Regions from separate parts of the Gasterosteus aculeatus genome. Here region 1 is linked to region 2. A link is a contact called in public Hi-C data. All regions are on one chromosome and are shown on one strand. The core of a region is the stretch at or near the end of the contact, and the rest is flanking DNA. Distances in the headings are between cores, read along the strand shown.

Region 1 (5,605 bases), core at 568-3,067, 82 kb before region 2:
ACATTACACAGCCACACAACAGAGATACAGACCGGAAAAATAGAGTGGTATTAAAGGCCATCGATTTATAACGGAGGAAAATGAAAGTCTTAGCTACAGTTCTGGGCCCCCATAGAAAACTGTTGAAATCCTTATGGCTAAAAAAGCATCTGTCTGATTGGCAGGATCATCTTCCAAAGCTTTTGGCGTCAGGGATGTGACTGATTTGTCCTATCATTAAATATTATGCACCCAGGAATCTAAAAATACACGTCGTCACAGCGATGAGATCACACTTGGAGAGACAGAGGGAGAGAGAGAGAGAGAGAGAGACTATGATTATAGGCTTTTGTCACAGGAAAGAAGTAGTTATTTGTCAGCACCATCTCAAAAGAGGCCACAAAATAAATCAACACTTTAACTGGCAAACAAGATCCAGCCGCAGTATAGTTTCCGAAAAAAATTGTATTTAAATTGAATGAGTGAGCTGCCATGTCATCTGTTAATTACATTTAGCCTCTAATACAGGGATCTCAAACTAAAGTCATCTTTGTTGATGAATCCAGACTAAAGTATAAGAAGCAAGCTGAAATGAAGTACCAAAAGGCTGCTCAACATCAGGGACTCCCTCACAAGTCACATTCACACACTGTGCTGTACCTGTACGCCACAAACAGTTTCTTGGAAATACCCAGTTACTGTTGTACATGAGTCAATTAAAAGTAGATGACCTCTGAACTCAAATAAAGTGCAATGTACAAGTGGTGTATATGACTGCACTGCAACGCCTGGGCCAGTGCTTAGATAAAGTGTTTTATGGCAGTGGGACATATGAGTTTGGATGAAACACTGGGTTCATGGCAATTATTTCCACTTTCTTACGTAACTCCTTTGACATTCTTAAATATTGTTTTCCATCCAATGAATAAATAAAAGATACGTTTGAATGTATTCATGTTTTTTTTTTGTCAACAAATATTTTCTTCATCCTTTGATAACAGTTGTGTTCCTTTGTTTGGGTATTGTGTGGACTCTTGCCGTGATTGAAAGCGGAAGCCTTTGCACTGTTTTGTCCAAAAGGTGGCAGTGTTGAGTTTTATAATTGTACGTAGAGGCACGAAGAATCTCCTCAATACTCCTTCCATATTTTTGGGCCAATTGTCTCGAAAGTCACCGGTGAACATCGTCAAACATTGCAAAAAATACTACTAACTAAAATATGACATGTCGCAAATACATTGAAGGGATTTTTCTTGGAGAGAGAAAAGCTTCATGCCGCCATAAAGATAGCACATTTATTGCATGACATAAACGTTACAGAGATAACAGCCGCAGTCTCCCTATTCAATGAAAGGTGAGTAATTATGATACACGGTGGATTTTTTTTTAAAAGGGCACGTGCATAAATCTATTCAACCACCAATCTGTATTAATAGGTGTGTTCTCGTCTTCTCGCCACGACCTGCACGAATACTCTCATGTTAATGACTTCACTGCACGCCAGCTTCTCAACCGACTCCGAACTCGGACCAAGTGCGAAGAAGCAGAAGAAGAAGAAGAAGAAGAAGAAGAAGAAGAAGAAGAAGAAGAAGAAGAAGAAGAAGAAGAGGCGACTCAAGCAGTGGTCGAGGAGTTAAGAGTCCCAGCTGACAGTCAGCTGATGGCATTTGACAGTTGCGAAAAGTTGGCTTTCCGTGGGGCCACTAATATGTTAATTAGCGCTGCGAGTGCGAGCGCCTATTGGCTCTTCGTCCGAGTCAATTTCCTCTTCCCAGCCTGACGTCAGGGCGGCTCCGGCGCTCTTAAACTCATCTGCTCGTGTGATCCCCTCGAAAACGTCGCCCCTGCCAGTGAGCGCCGCGCACCGCGAGGCTGCATTCGCTCCCTCCCCCCTCCTCCCTTCCTCCTCCGCACCCTCGCGCCTGTTTTTTTTCTCTCTCTCTCTCTCTCTCTTCTCCCGCAATGTATTAAACGAAGAACACCCGTAAAGTGTTAAATGTTTGAAATACAAAACCGCCGAATTCCAAATGCTGAGAACGGAGCCCGCTACTCGCGCGCGCGGCACTGGCGTGTCCGCGCAGTAGACTCTGCAAAGAAAAACTACTTTGACGCGCCGGCAAGTCCGCGGCTGCTGCAAAAAGGACGCTGAAAAACCTCTTTATTTTTTCTTCTTCTCCTTTTTTTTTTTGACTCAAAACAAAACGCTTAAAAATCAAAACTGGCTCACGTACTTCCCAACCAACCCAGTTTGACAGCTTCTCTGCACCCCACTTGGAGGACTGTCAGCAGCAAGAGGATGGCATCAGAGCTGGCAATGAGCAACTCCGACCTGCCCACCAGTCCCCTGGCCATGGAATATGTTAATGACTTCGATCTGATGAAGTTTGAAGTGAAAAAGGAGCCGGTGGAGCCCGATCGCAACATCAGCCAGTGCAGTCGCCTCATCGCCGGGGGATCCTTGTCTTCCACCCCGATGAGCACGCCGTGCAGCTCGGTGCCCCCGTCCCCAAGCTTCTCGGCGCCCAGTCCGGGCTCGGGGAGCGAGCAGAAGACGCACATAGAGGATTTCTACTGGATGTCCGGTTACCAGCAGCAGTTGAATCCAGAGGCGCTGGGCTTCAGCCCCGAAGACGCGGTCGAGGCGCTGATCAACAGCAGCCACCAACTCCAGTCGTTCGATGGCTACGCCAGGGGCCCGCAGTTTGCCGGCGCCGCCGGGGCAGGAGGCGCCATGGCCGGGGAGGAGATGGGCTCCGCCGCGGCGGTGGTGTCGGCGGTCATCGCCGCGGCGGCCGCTCAGAACGGAGGGCAGCACCACCACCACCACCACCACCACCACGGCAACAGCCACCACCAGGCGGCCGGCGTCCAGTCCAACGGCACCTCTGGGACGGTCCACCCGCACATGCGCCTGGACGACCGGTTCTCAGACGACCAGCTGGTCTCGATGTCGGTGCGGGAGCTGAACCGGCAGCTGCGGGGGGTCAGCAAGGAAGAGGTGATCCGATTGAAACAGAAGAGGAGGACCCTAAAGAACAGAGGCTACGCGCAGTCGTGCCGGTACAAGCGGGTCCAGCAGCGGCACGTCCTGGAGGGGGAGAAGACGCATCTCATCCAGCAGGTCGATCACCTAAAGCAGGAGATCTCCAGGCTGGTGCGGGAAAGGGACGCGTACAAAGAAAAGTATGAGAAGCTCATCAGCAACGGCTTCAGAGAAAATGGATCGAGCAGTGACAACAACCCTTCATCCCCGGAGTTTTTCATGTGAGTCTCGACATAATCGTGAAAAAAAATAATAAAAAATCAGATGAGAAAATCCGAGGTTACTCATCTCCCACTTACTAAAGTTTTCATGAAACTTTTTTTTGTTCATTTGGCGAAAAAAAAACTACTAGACCGAGAACTAATTTGTCAACTTTTTACTTTTTTTTTTTATTTGATACCTTTTTAATCGTCTGCGACTGTTTTACGATTTGTAGGGCTTCGTCCTCCGTGGTTTAATTTTGGAGGCATAGTAGGACAACTTTCATCTACGTTTTGTTCGGTATATCACGCATAGCCTGTTTGTCTATTTTTTCTTCCATCATCGTTCATTAGATTTGCAGTGTTCAAGTGAAATCTGATTTTTGACAGTTGATCCAACTTGATGCTGCAGTATACGAAGTGGGCATGCGAGCACTGAGTATACTCCAGTGTGCAGATTCGCTGTACAGCTTCATGTCAAACTGCATCCATCAACGATTCGTTTATGTTTTTACTTTTTTTTTAAACCTTTTTTTGTATTTTTGTCTGCCAAACTTGGAGGATTGCGAGCCTGCTGTTTGACGCCACCTCATCTCATGCTTGCCTTTGTTTTGAGCACAAAGAGACTCTTCTCATTACAAACTGTTCAGTGTTTTTAAACATATGTCTCATCGAACTTCCCTGCATGCTGGACATGTATGGTTCTTTTCTTTTTTTTTTTTTTACTTTTTTCTTTCTTTCTCCGCTTGAAGATGTTCTTCTCGTCGGATGACCTCCAGCATGGCATTCATAACTTTCATTTTATGACCCACTCACTTTTTTGGAACAGAAACAAAAAAGTGACAAGACTCCCCCCCCCCCACTCCTCCCCACTCCCCCCCTCATTCAGGAGCATTTCAGCTGTGTTGAAGTGCAGCACCACCGGCTGGCATTAGGCTGCAGTGGATCCCCGAGCGCACCATCAGGAAGTCGGTCAGCGGGGATCCTGGTGCGAGAGGAAAAAAAAAAAAAAAAAAAAAGACTTCACGAAAGGAAATCACCGATCCCCTTTCCTGGAAATTTAGTCTGATGCCTATTGTCTATATTGTTATTTAAAAAGGTATTCCTCTCTGTATTTGACAACATTTAAACCATTTTTTTCACGCTTAATTTAAGTACAAAGTTGCAACGTTGCAAAATGGAAAGTGCTACAGGTTGAATCGTGCAGCTCAATATGATAATTATTGATGAGATTGTTGCACGCAAGTGTTGGCAAATAGTTTTAGATCAACTGGCAAGGCTCCAATTGGTGCAATTGAGCAGTTCACAAACAACGCCTTTGCAGCATGTGCTTCAAACACAAGTGTGAAAGCTGGTCACACATTTCGAAAAGGGTTTATTGGAGAAGACAAAGTAAATTACCATGCTTTCTGGAAAATGCGTGTCCTAAGCGTCCTGCTATATTTTGGACTGAGAAGCACTAAAAACATGTGTAAGTTAAGGAAAAAGTTATTGCTCTCCACGTCACACATTCTTTTACGACTTGATCGTACCATTTTGATGCTTTATTAACAGTTGAGGAGAGACTGTTGTTTTGTGCTAAACGAACTCAATATTTGCAAAGCAATAACAATTATTATAATGAATAATGTCTGGACATTGTTTAGCTCGTCAGGGATTGACACCCTGCATGTAAAAAATGAGAGAGTACCATTCGCCAATAAATCTTGAAAATATGTTAATTAATACTTCATATTATATATAGTATATATAGAGATTTTGCTGTGCAAAATTATTTCACTCACTAACCATATGTGATGTTCATATGTGCTCGTTCTTTTTATTTCATACAATTAAATGATATGCAATAAATGTATGTAATTGTCATCAATACGTTTCTCACTTTTTTTTTCACCTGTCTTCAATTTTTTTTTTTTTGTGATTGGAACATAATGCAACTAGAATCAAACCAAGATGGGAATTATTGCACTTTATATTGACACGTGCATCTGTTGGCATCCTTGTGTTTTTTACAACAGTATTTTAAAAAAGCATCTCCCTGAACAAATCAGAAACCTCATTTTTTTAATAAGGGATTTTAGGATGGAGTGCAGTTCGCTCCGGTTTTACGGAGTTGATGAAACTCCAAACATAGATGTTCACACAACGATTGTGGTAACACACTTTTGTCTGACACAGGTTTACTTTTTGATTAAAAGAAACATCCAACTAATTAAGAATCCTTTACACAATGATGTTAAAAACTAACATGAAATATTATTTATTGTCATTCAGGCAACAAATACAATTCTTAACAAACTTAATTCTCATTCCAAAAATATTTGCACCCAAATCATAATAGGATGGAATAATGTATTATATAAAATAATTTGCTCTACAAGTG
Region 2 (5,270 bases), core at 2,366-4,865:
TTAGGAGCATGCCCTCTGCCTCATTCCCGTCTTACTCCTCGTGACCCGTGCCACACAAGGTCACGACAGATCCTCCCGCATTGCTATCCAAGTCCTCAGAGGAGCAGGCACTGTGGTGCTTGAGTGAATGCGGAGGTAAAGGACCTCCAGACAACCTTGGAGGGCCTGTTCCAATCTATAGAGCCAGCAGGTGATGCTTATCTCTAGCACGGCAGGAAGGGGTCCGCTCCAATTGTGTGAAGCCACATATTGTCACGGTGGACAAAGAGAGTCAATTAAGTTCATAATATGAGGTCCAGGTGAAACAAACCAAAGACTGTGACGTGTGAAAACCAAGCCAGCTGCCGCGTGCGAGTGTGTGTGGTCTTAGACAGATGAACTAATAATGTGAGATGACAAACAGTGTCTTCAAATGCCTCAACTGATGCCATTTTATTTCGTGTAAGAGGGACGCACTGAGGCAACCATCTCTCTCTTAAAAGACTCACAAACTGAGCTATGAACCGCGCAAATCACCAACGCTGCAAACCTCCGACCATCTTTTATTTTTCTTTCTTTTAAAAAAAACATTTTCAACATCCCACAAAATTCTTGGCTGGCAAAATTTGTCCTGTCTTCATAACAGACTGGTTATTCTAAAAGATGCAGAGGTCTGCGGAGTGACAGAGAGGAAACGGCTACGATCTCTGTGATGATTTTTACTGGACGCCAGCACACATCGTGTGTGTGTGTGCTTAAGGCTTGAAGGCAATGTTGAAACCTTTTCAAAAACTTCTTAGGAAAATAAACATTCTTTTTGAAATGAAATGTTGGATAAATATTTAGGATTTGGTTGTAGCCTACAGAATGAATGGAAAACATTTTTTGAATTGACTTTTCGTAGAAGTGGGTGATCGGGGGATTCTCGCGTTAACGGCGGTGTGGATCCAAGGCTGTGCGCTGCTTGTTTGTTAGGGCAGACAACCAACCGCCTCATAAGTCTAGCTATGCCACCCTTTGTCAACATGGTGCACCTGGAAAACACTGGGGCCAGTGTTTGGGCAAGAAAAGTCTGCAGCTTGGCTTTCAACACCATGGCCCGCCATACTCTAAAAAAAGACTGACGCAAAGGCCAAGTCAGAAAATCCCCCCTGCAAGGTCACAAAACTGCACACAGCATGCACAGATAATTAAAGAAGTACAGAATGCAAATGTGTGCATCGATAGACACTGCACACATGTGTACTGTATACACAAACAATCATACATACATATACAAAAAAACAAATTTACGTTTATATACAGTACCAGTCAAAGCTTTGGACCAGCGTTCTTATTGAAATGAATGAGAAAATGTGTTCAAACGTTTGACCGGTACTGTATATATTCACAAACATACATACACATATATTGTATATATAACATACACACGTGTGTAAATATACATATAAATTTAGGGCGAGGAGCTGAGGGGGGTTACAGGTATATTTAATTTAGCAATTATTCTATCAGCAGCTCTTCCCCTTTGGATTGGAGTTTATTGGCAGTGTATTCACGCTGGCGTAGCTACTGTGGGTGTTTTTAGTTACTCATTTCGGTTTTAATTGCCTGCCTCCACCTGTAGAGAAAGGACTGGAGAGGTTTTCCCCTCTCACTGACGAACACAGTAGGCTTTGAGATGTCAGCCGCTCTCTTTAACGGGCCAATGACAGTTTCCTCCCGTCACAACTCTGACTTCCTGTACAAACATAACCTCATTAAAACTGCCACCCTGGTCTGTGGGCGGGGCTGCTGGTCCTCCCCTCCAATTAGGAGCGGCAAAGGCTGTCGCACTGACAACTCCCACTTTGAGTTAAAATCTGTGCGCTCTGGGGGCCAACGCCGTGTGTCAAAACATAATTATGATCTCACCCGCACCTCTGTCCAAAAGAGAAGACGAAATGTGAGAAAGAATGAGGAAGAGGAGGTGGAGAGGGGGAGGGAGGGAGGGAGCGGGTTGGTGTCGGCAAATGGATGCAGTGGAGGGAATAATGAACCGAGCGGGCTAATGGGAATATTTGACCAAAGTAGGTTTTATCACCCCTCCTCCACGCGCCCCTGTCTTCAAAATAAATAGTAATATTTCTTCTTTGCATCTGGACAGGGCGATGTTCATCACCTGGCTGTTGACACCGGTTCCTCCCAGCAGCGAGAATTAAGTTCAAAAAGTCACAGCCTGTCCGTGTAAAGCATATCTGGGTATGACAGAGCCTGATACCACTGATTCACTCCGTTAATCTTTTCCACTCGTAAGTAAGAAAAACCGCACGCACACACACACACACACACACACACACACACACACACACACACGCAATGGAACAAATATCGCAATCAATCCGCTCACTCTAAACTCTTACCCCGGCATGATTTGGGTGAATTCCAGGTCCATCAGCTGGTACCCCTGAAGTTACCCCTGTTTCTTCCCAGAGGATGGTGGGCTAAGATGAGGAGATGTAAAGAGAGGAGGGGGGGGAGGGGGGTGCAAGTGGGAGGTCACAGAAGAATGTGACACCAAAGGCCACCCCCTGTCTGCAGTGCACAGCGTCGCAGCAAGGCCTCCGTGACCCAGTAACAGGACACCGCAGGGGCCGACACACTGCACGCTGTGGCCACTGGCACAGCTGCCAGTCAGACAGGCTGGGTAACTGACAAATTGTGGTAACTTAAAGTAGCACAACATGCGAGAAACACACTGATAAAAGCTTTTGTAATAAAAAAAAATCCACTTTAGTAAATTAACAATGCAATTATTGAGAGTCGTCATCCGCTCTATGCTGAGATCCCTCACAGAGGTTTTGCCTCCTTTCGTGGTGTTTTTTTGAAGCACCCCATCCCCGGTTTGTCCTTTTCTTCGCATGTCCTTTATTACGGGAGGGAGATGGGGTCTGAGACAGAAACAGACAGGTGTTCAGGTGTGTGATGTTTGACATGCTCACGCAGCGTGCGTTCATCACAGGGAGGAGACACGTTTGACAGCAGCGACTCCCTGACCATGATTACATTATCTATCGGTGTGCTGCTGAAGGTCAGGGGACAGCCCCAGCTAGCGAGCAAAAAAAACAAACACGTATACAGAGTAAAGCGCGTGATTTGGCATGGGGCAAACACGTGGATGATGAGAAGCGGAAGGAAAAGATCATTTAAGCCTGAAAGACTAAAAACATTCCAAGTGTTTAACTTCATAATGAAATGCCAGTCAGAGGTAAATTGCATAATAAAGCAGCTCCTCCATCTCCTTGAAATTAACACAGTCTAACTTGGCTGGAAACAGTAAACTACTCAGATTAAATATGAATATTTGTCTCTGATCCATGAATTATACAAAGCTTGGCGCAATGAAACAATTATCTACTCTACTTCATATCATGTTGAACATCAACAAACCACTCGGAGGAAAACAATAAACATTAACTGAATAGACATGTCAGTTGCAGGGGCTACAGAGCCATTATGTGGCATTCCCCCCAGGGTGGGCAGTGCGCTGGGGATGGGGGGAGAGGGGGGGGGGGTTGGCGGTTGCTGCAGTGGGATAAATGGGCCCAGTGTCTGTAATGGAGAGGAGTGTGGCTGCTGGCCAGGGATTTGAGTTAGCAGGCCCTGCCTTGGAGAGGGACACTTCACACTCTGCCAACTGGGGCTGCCCGTGCAGGGAATGGCATGGGGAGACCTCTCTTTTCTCCTATTGCCTTATCCTTGTCTGTGTGTGTGTGTGTGTGTGTGTGCGCGCATTCTTTGAGGTTCAGAGCGTGTGCATGTGCACTCGCGTGTTCTAGGGAAAGTGATTAAGGAGAGCCTTCTGAAGCACGCTACTCAGCCCTCCTCCTCTGTGTAGGCTGACAAAGAAAGAGCTGCAGTGGCCTCTTCACGGCATTTCCAGCTTGAAGCTGCGGTGTAGCCATGGTGAACTTGTGTTGAAATGCCACACAGTGATATCTCTGTTGAGAAGGTCTTCATTGGGCTTGGGGTAATTGAAATTAACCATTTACACCCACACGCAGGCATGCAAACAACACAGAAACTCAAACACACATACTAATTGCTGTGAGTGAGTGAGAGCTTGGAGCGGGTGGACAGGTCCGGCTGAGTGGACGGTTTCACGCGTTCATGCACTGCTGCTCCAGCGGCATAATGAGGTGTGACGCATCAGACTAAGTGGCTAATGGGGTGTGAAGTCATTAGAACACTGCCTGTATCCCTCCAGCCCTCCCCGTCTCTAACTTCATCCATCCATCCAACTCCATTTCATTTGTTTTCACTTTCAGCACACTCCCCTTTCATCTGGTCGTTTTTTCAGCTCGTCATCTGCTTCAGTCGTGACTTGTCCAACTTGTTACCTAATCTTCCACCTGCTAAGATTGCACACAGTAAACAGTCAACAAGGAAAACAAATGTACAAATACACTGTAGGGATTAACTAAATGGAGGAAGGTTTGAACATGCATGAGCAAATGGAGGGGAAGACGACCATCTGTTCCCAGGGATCAGACATCGTTGTAAACAGCTTTAAGAATAGAGAACAGACTGAAGACAGTGAAACTTAATATCTTTGTCCTGCTGTTTTTGTATTTTGGCTCCTCCTAATCCTCAGTTCACTCTTTCCCAATAGGGCGCAGACGTAGTCATCACTATGTGCCCTTTGACCTTCTGCAGCAAGGAAAATGTCACAATACACACAGCCGGCTTATTTATTACTGTTTGCTTTGTCTAACTCAATACGACTATGTGTTTGGTAAACCGTCTCTGCATATTACCTGCTCTCAATCTAGTTGATCTTATTGCTGCAAGGATAAAATGAAATATGCAGACTTTGCTATCTGTAAATGCAATTGTAGGAGTTAATTTAGCAACCAAAGAACTCAGCCTGTCCTCTTTCCCGCTGTATCTGCTAAGTGTGCCCATGTGTGAGAGCGCACACCTGCAGCTGTTGTACCAGCCCTCTGTGTAATTTCATTAACCTTTATACAGAACTGTGCATGTACAATTCCTCCCCAGAAGATATATATATATATATATATATATATATATATATATATATATATATATATAGGCATTGAGTCCTTTAACACCGCTACTAAAAGTTACAGCTGCACTCTGTAAAAGTTGAAAGAGGAAACCAAAACATTGTTTTCCTAAATGTTTGGTGATAACCTTCATTGCATACATTGCAATATTTACTGAACAATAGCAAAGTAAAATAAGGTACATCCTGAAAAAGAAATGTCAGTCTAACACACTCTACCAGAAATGTA

The links. A called contact is a pair of places that touch in the nucleus more often than the background predicts.
Region 1: a contact with region 2 is called in a Hi-C map of skeletal muscle, with 2.8 times the contacts expected there. The contact joins the promoter of mafa here to the enhancer-like site in region 2. A contact is called at or near these places in 2 of 6 Hi-C or Micro-C datasets (skeletal muscle and tail fin).

What each region holds. Positions count from the first base shown.
Region 1 is chr12:14,033,892-14,039,496 of fGasAcu3.hap1.1, reverse strand. mafa (MAF bZIP transcription factor a) reads left to right here and starts at 1,817. Exons shown (of 3, transcript XM_040161385.2): 1 at 1,817-3,243. The coding sequence starts at 2,276.
Region 2 is chr12:13,953,921-13,959,190 of fGasAcu3.hap1.1, reverse strand. No RefSeq gene overlaps it. Among protein-coding and RNA genes, the nearest start is that of mafa, 81 kb to the left of the region's middle. Within about 2 kb of position 3,615, at least 5 of the 9 cell types and tissues checked have open chromatin away from gene starts, as enhancers often do.